2 separate regions of the Mus musculus genome follow, and region 1 is linked to region 2. The links are chromatin contacts, called in public promoter capture Hi-C maps. All regions are on one chromosome and are shown on one strand. The core of a region is the stretch at or near the end of the contact, and the rest is flanking DNA. Distances in the headings are between cores, read along the strand shown. Region 1 overlaps Phldb1 (pleckstrin homology like domain, family B, member 1). Region 2 holds the start of C2cd2l (C2 calcium-dependent domain containing 2-like).

Evidence for each region. Promoter capture Hi-C pulls out the DNA fragments that hold promoters and counts their contacts.
Region 1: a contact with region 2 is called in a promoter capture Hi-C map of liver. The contact joins the enhancer-like site here to the promoter of C2cd2l in region 2. A contact is called at or near these places in 3 of 39 promoter capture datasets (the C10 cell line, cranial neural crest and liver), 1 of 484 Hi-C or Micro-C datasets (embryonic fibroblasts), 1 of 115 datasets of contacts at active chromatin or transcription factors (pancreatic cancer cells) and 3 of 9 other capture datasets (adipose tissue, liver and pancreatic islet).

The regions. Positions count from the first base shown.
Region 1 is chr9:44,716,893-44,720,018 of GRCm38.p6, forward strand. Phldb1 (pleckstrin homology like domain, family B, member 1) reads right to left here. Exons shown (of 22, transcript NM_153537.4): 5 at 1,382-1,507. Among named protein-coding and RNA genes, the nearest start is that of Phldb1, 17 kb to the right of the region's middle. Within about 2 kb of position 1,294, at least 28 of the 459 cell types and tissues checked have an H3K27ac peak or open chromatin away from gene starts, as enhancers often do. A contact at or near this core is called in adipose tissue and liver, where this site is marked.
Region 2 is chr9:44,318,957-44,322,224 of GRCm38.p6, forward strand. It overlaps C2cd2l (C2 calcium-dependent domain containing 2-like), which reads right to left and starts at 1,326. Exons shown (of 14, transcript NM_027909.2): 1 at 579-1,326. The coding sequence starts at 932.

The DNA.
Region 1 (3,126 bases), core at 44-2,543, 400 kb after region 2:
AATGGTAGGCAAGGCCTCCCTGGCTCTAACTCTGAATGACTCAGGACAGAGTCAGCAACAGTACCAGGTACGTACTTCTAGGTCTAGTCATTTCTAACTCGCTCCAGCAAGATGGTCCTCCTTGCCTTGGTTTTCCCAACTTTCTGTGCCTCTCTTTTAGGAAGAGCAAGTAGGCACACTACAAAAGAGATGTGGACCTACTGTGGAGCTGGCCAGAAGTTCCACGGCTTCTCAGTCTAAGGGACAGCAGAGCCTTTCAATATACCAGTCAGAGGCTGGGGGTGGGGGTGGGGCTCCAGGGCTGTATGAGCAGAGGATGTGGTACCAGCTTATCTGATCCAACACAAGAGAAGGATCAGCTAACCGCTTGTGCCTGGAAGCCTGGCTGAGGAGCCTTGAGGTGCAGTTTCATGTCTCCAATTATTCCATTAAGCCACACCAGCAAGAGCTGGCATTTGCCTGGCCCTAGCCCCTGTCAACCATCCAAGAGTTCAGAATCCTCAGAACCAATGAACAGCTAAAGGAGTGACATGACCCAAATTGGGTTAGGGCAAATGAGTCCCCAGGGGACTGGAAGTCATAGGTGTGGGGAGTGAAGAAAAGAATGGGTTTGCAAGGCTGTGTTTGGGTCCTAGTCAGAGGGGGGCCCCATGTGTTTCCAGTGACCACCTGCCTTTCCTGAAGTCACCAGACTGCATAGGTCACTAATAACCACTCCATCAAGGGAACTTGACGTACGTGCTCACCTGCCACAGAACCAGCCTTGGCCCTCTAGGCCCACAGTCATCTGACCGTCATTGTGGAGGAGCCTAGGACAGCATCCACAACTAGCTAGCTTCCCCATCTGCACCCTGCCCCCCTTGGCAGCCTCCTGAGGGGCCTGTGTCGATTCCTAGAACAATCACCAATTCTCTTCTAGGGATCAATAATTCACACACAGGCTGCAGCTGGCTGCAGCTGCTCTCTGAGTCATCGGTCAGCATGGCATGGCCTGAGGGTCGAGGAGGGCCTGTGGACACGATCACCAGCAGGTGGGACCCGCCCCACCCCAGAAGCTACCAAGGTCACATGAGGCACTCCTGAGATGACACGGGTCCCATACAATGAGTGGCATCTTTCGAGGCAGCGGGGTTCCAAGCTAACAGAACTTTGTATGTGCCCTCAAGGCACGTGACTTCCCAGTTTGAGCCAAGCAGCAATGCCTTGGATCTTCTCCAGTGGCCCTATGGCCTAGCATTCTCTACCAGCCCGTGGCAGGTGGCAGTGAGCCCAGACCATCGGGATTGTCCTACCCTAACACTCTGAGAGTGGTTGGAACAGGCAAGGACACATGTCCAAGGGGTGCCACTTACCCAGCCACCTGCCCCAGCTGGCTACTTACCAGAGCCAGGGTTGTAGGTGGGCCCTGGGGCCCGGACCCCTGCTGGAATCATACTTTTCATCCACTTGGCTTCGGCTGGATGGTTAAAGCGCAGGAAGGTGGATTGACCCAGACACAACATGCAGCCTACAGAGAAAGCACTCACTTAGAAAGTGCAGGCAGGGATGAAGCTACCCCAGTCACCAATCCTAGCAAGCTTACCCTCAAGCTCTCAAGAGCCATCCCTGCCTGCACTCACATGGTGTGCACACAGTGCTTACCTGGCCTGCCTCTCTTTGCATTTCAGATGGAGAGTCCTGAGATGGGTTCCGAGGCACAAGTCAGAATAGGACTGGTCACTGCCAAGGAAGTTCCCCAAATTGGAGTCCTATTTACTAGCTATGAAATCTTCAGGTGATGTCACCACACCTCTAAGCTAGTTCTCTCCCAGAAAATGGGACACTTGATACTACTAGATCTCCCGGGGTTAATAAGACCGTATATGTGAAAATGCTCCAGAAGTGGGAAAAAAAAAAAAAAAAAAAAGAACGCTCAGAGATGGCAGTGGGTAAGAGGACTTGCGGTTCTTGGTACCCAGGACCTACAAGGTGGCTCTAAACCATCTGAACCTCCAGTTCCATGAGCTGTGATGCCTTCTAATTTCTGAGTGCACTAGGTATTCATGTGGTGCCCTGACATACAGGCACTCATAAAACAAGCAAGCAAAACATAAAATAAATACATTTTAAAAAGGAAAAAATGAACATCCAATATCAATGTGATGTGTACCGGTGATTCACCGAATTGCCTCTTGGGTAAAAGTGTTAGTTTTAGAGGCAGTATCTTCCAGAGTCACACACAAAAAAACCCCTGTAAGATATGGAACAAGTAAAACCCCAGAGATAAGTCAGGTGCACGGGTGGGGCTCAGCATCTAGTCTGATCGCTTTCCATGGTATGACTTCAGGAGGGTTACCACCCTCTCTGAGCATCTAGGGAACAAACTCTTTTTCAGGCAAGGCATCCCCTGGCTATATCTTGGTCTCCCATAGACTCTAGCCAGTTCTCCGCCACTGGGCTCGTTAAGGCCAAGCACATTCCCAGGCAAAAGATGCAAGCCCAGTCCTGCCCAGGAAGTACGAGTGCATAGAAAGAGGTGGGTATGTAGGAGCCAGAAAATGTAGCCAGGGGCTTGGGAGTGTGCGCAGCAGCAGGTGTGCCCACAGGCGCCTAAGCCTGGCTGGCAGAATTCCTCCTTCTGGCTATGCCAGGTGTTCCAGGCTCCTGCCGAAGATGCTATACGGAAAGAAGCCAGAGCCCCTAGGGCTCTCTACTACATAGCCTTCCAATTTGTCCACACTCCCGGCCCCTACCTCTTGGCTACCCAATGTGGTGCTACACAGCGCCCGGTGCCTCACGCCAGTCTGGAATAAGACTGGCAGGGAAGTCTACATTCCAGGACGTTGAGGCAGTTTCAGCTCAGGGAGGCTACAAGGGCAAGGGGCATCCCAGGGCAAGGGGGTATTTTGACAGGACCCCTCTTGAGCTCAGAGGTCTGGTCTTGGGACCCTGGACCCTGAGAGGCTGACACTCAAAGAAGCCCACCCATAGCAGAAAACTGTAGCGGACAAAGCCACCCACTACTTTGGCACACCCACAGGCCCTCCCAGGCAGACGGCACCAACAGTTCTAAAGGCTGATGGGTAGTTGAGAGTACAGGGAAGGCCTTCCCTGCCAAGCCACCAATCAGAGGAGCTAATCCCACAG
Region 2 (3,268 bases), core at 76-2,575:
TGGTTTATGAGCGACCCTGAAGGGGCAGCCCAAGTTCATGCATTAGAAAGGACGCAGGTTATCAATATGCCCTTTAACTAAACTACTTTCCTTTAACACTACACTGCAGGCCAGCCTGGAGGACTGTAGTAGTGAAATTACTAAAATATGGAGAGATGATTCAGTTACCGTGGGGGCTCTACCTGACCACCAGGGTTTGGGAGCCTGAAATCTTAACTGGGTGTGGTGGCATGAGGACCAGGCAAATTCCTTCTGCAGGTGCACCTGTCTCCCTTGGCCCAACCAGGCCAGTCTAGGCGGAAGTGCCCTAAGGCACACGGATTAGCGTTGCTATGAGAACAGTAACTTGTGCTGGGTTTAGAACCAGAGTACCTTGCTCACAAAAATAGAAAATTTGGTATATAACTGGACTTCTTTACAAGCCCCAGTCTAACCTGCACGCTCTTCTCTGATCTGAAAGAGAAAGCTGGAGGGTTCTCCAGTTGATCCCCAGCTCTAATCCAGCCCTCCTAACATGAGCAAGCTCTTCCCTAGAAGGCAAAGCTGAAGGGACGACACAGGGGCTCAGTGCAACTCACCCCGTCCCTGCAGGCCTGCTCATTCAAGGCTCGCACCCAAGCCCGTTGCCAGTTCTCCCGGAAAGACTTGAAGGCAAAGAGCGAAGCCAGGAGGCCCCGTACGCCGGCTTCCTCGGGGGTGCTGGTCCGGGTCGCCCGCAAACGCAGCAGCGAACGCCACACACCCAGCTCGCGCAGTGAACCCCCGGGCTCAGCAGCTGAGGCAGGTCGGGAGTCTCGGCCCCCATCGGCTCGCGACAGCCACAAACCCCGGGCATACTGCAGCATCCAGCCCAATACCGTGATCAGCGAGGCGGCGAAGAGAACCAGCAGGGCCGCCCAGCCCACATCCCGCTGCCCCCAGTCCGGATCCATGCTCCCGCGGGCTCGGGTCCCGGCTCGGGTTCAGCCGCTGCCCCGGGGGAGCATGGCCCGGATGGACCGTGGGGCGTGGGCGAGCTCCCCCGGGGCTGAGCGCGCGGGCTCCGGGGCTCTCCGGCGCCGCCGAGATTCCAGGACCAGTGGGTGCCACGGATGGAGAAGAGGTCCTCCGGGGTCGCGACGCTCGAGCTCTGTCTCCGTAGCCAGAGATCTGGATCCCTAACACCGGCGGTGTGACCCCAGCTAGGTTCCAGCTATCACCCGATTCCTCCCACGGCGTGGGGCCCCGCCGGACCCGGGCAGGGACCAGCCTGCAGAGATACCGGGGCTCGCGGGCCGGCACCGGCTCCGGGAGGGCTGCGTGCGCAGAACTGACACTGACAACACCGCCGGCGCCCCGCCCCCACCCGCCCTTAAAGGAGCCGCGCCCTCACCGGGCGGGGCTGAGCTAACCCGCCGCTCAGAGCTAGAGGAGGGTGGAGTGGGGGAGGGTTGAGTTGCACACGTAGAGGATTCCGGGATGAGAATAGGCGGAGTCTTTAGCTGTTCCGCCCCGTCCTGAAATCCCTGTGCACCCCTTCAGTACCAGGCAAGGGAACTTCACTTATCTGAGATGACGCCTGGTTCTCCCTACGTTTCTTAGATTTCTATGGGTTGGACGCCTGTAGGTTAAAAATTAGTCCCTGTGGAAATCACCACTCACTTTTAACACCTCCTGGCTCAGCAGCTTCTGGTCTTACTCCTTGACTGAAGCTAGCTAGGCACTGGGTGAAGAGGGAGTAAGGTGTCCCTCCCAGATAGAAGTGCCTGACAAAACCCAGCTAATGTCAACGGCGGCGAGAAAAATGAAGCTTAACGTGATAAAGGTTGGGAATAGAACACTACCATCGTCCTCCTTCCCCTTGGAGCTAGGATTCAGGAACCCCCTATTAACCTTGCTTGCGTGGGTTTGTTCTCGAGATATTTCCCAAGCCCAAGGCTGAGTCTGTTTTTAAAAATAATACATTTCCATAGTAACAGCTCCTGCCTGTGGAGCACGTGTAGAAGGGATGGCAATGAAAAGGGGAGCTAGCATTGTAGCACTGGACTATCAATAGATTTGGTCAAAAGTCTCTCATCCAAATATGTGGCATCCCGTGTAGTGCCACCTGACTGTCGTCCTAGCTACTTAGGAGGCTGAAACAGGGTGATACCTTTGCCAAGGAGTTTGAAACCAGCCTGGGTGAGAGCGCATCACAACCAAACCCCATCCCACACACCAAATATGTAATATCCCAGCCAACTCCGAAGAAATGGTGTTCCAGGAAGACTGCACAATTTACAACCTCTGGATGTACCCTTTTCTCTAGATCCTCATAAGATTGGAGCTCATCTTTGTTTCTTGGGGCCAGGGGAAGGTATCTATAAAAAAAGATTAGGGGCAATTCTTTTCTCAAGAGACATATATATGGTGAGGTGTCTGACACAATTTCTTCTGCGCACAAGATAGGATGTGATGTTAAATATCTTTCAAATCCATTTGTCTAAGGAACAAGCCCATGAGAGTAAACAATATAAGGTCTAGGGGTAGGTAAAAAAAAAAAAAAATGGCTGTCAGCAACAGAGCTGTCTGATCTAGAAGAGGAAAGGGTATGTAGCTTGAGATAGCCTGATTTTACTGCAAGGGGTGATAGACAGAGGTGAGATTGTGAGGCAACATTGCTGTGACCCTAACCATCCACAGCGAGCTCCAAAACTAATGGAGATCACTAGAATCTCCATCATTAATCTAGGAACAGAAGACATGGAGCCAAGGAAGGAGAGAACGCTGGGATATAACCTAGGAGAAAGGAGTCAGCAGGAAGAAAATCCATGTTCAAGGAACCCAGTGATGCAGGAAATTGTCGTAATGCAAGGTTCTTCTCCACCAAGATTCCTTCCTGAGGAACGCTGGTTCTTCTCCTCTGCAGAACTCTCTTCTCTGGCAGTGAGTGGGAGGGCTCACCTGTATGCCCCGCTCTATGAAGGCTAAGTAAGGACTGAATTCAAGGTCAGCCTGGAATATACAGGAAAGCCAGGCATGGTGGTGTATCCCTTTAGTTCCAGAGCTTGGTCAGGGAGGGGGCAGAGGCAGGCTGATCTCTATTACTTGAAGGCAGCCTGGTCTAAATAGTGAGTTCTAGGCCAGTTAAAGCTATACATTAACACCTTGTGTCAAAAAAAAAAAAAAAAAGAGTCCGTTATCTACAATCTTAGGCTTATTTCTTCAATTTTTTCACTGGACACTTGGTCCTGTTCTTCCAGATCCAGCTGGATCTCTCTGGTTTCCACATCTCTCTTCCACCAATTAC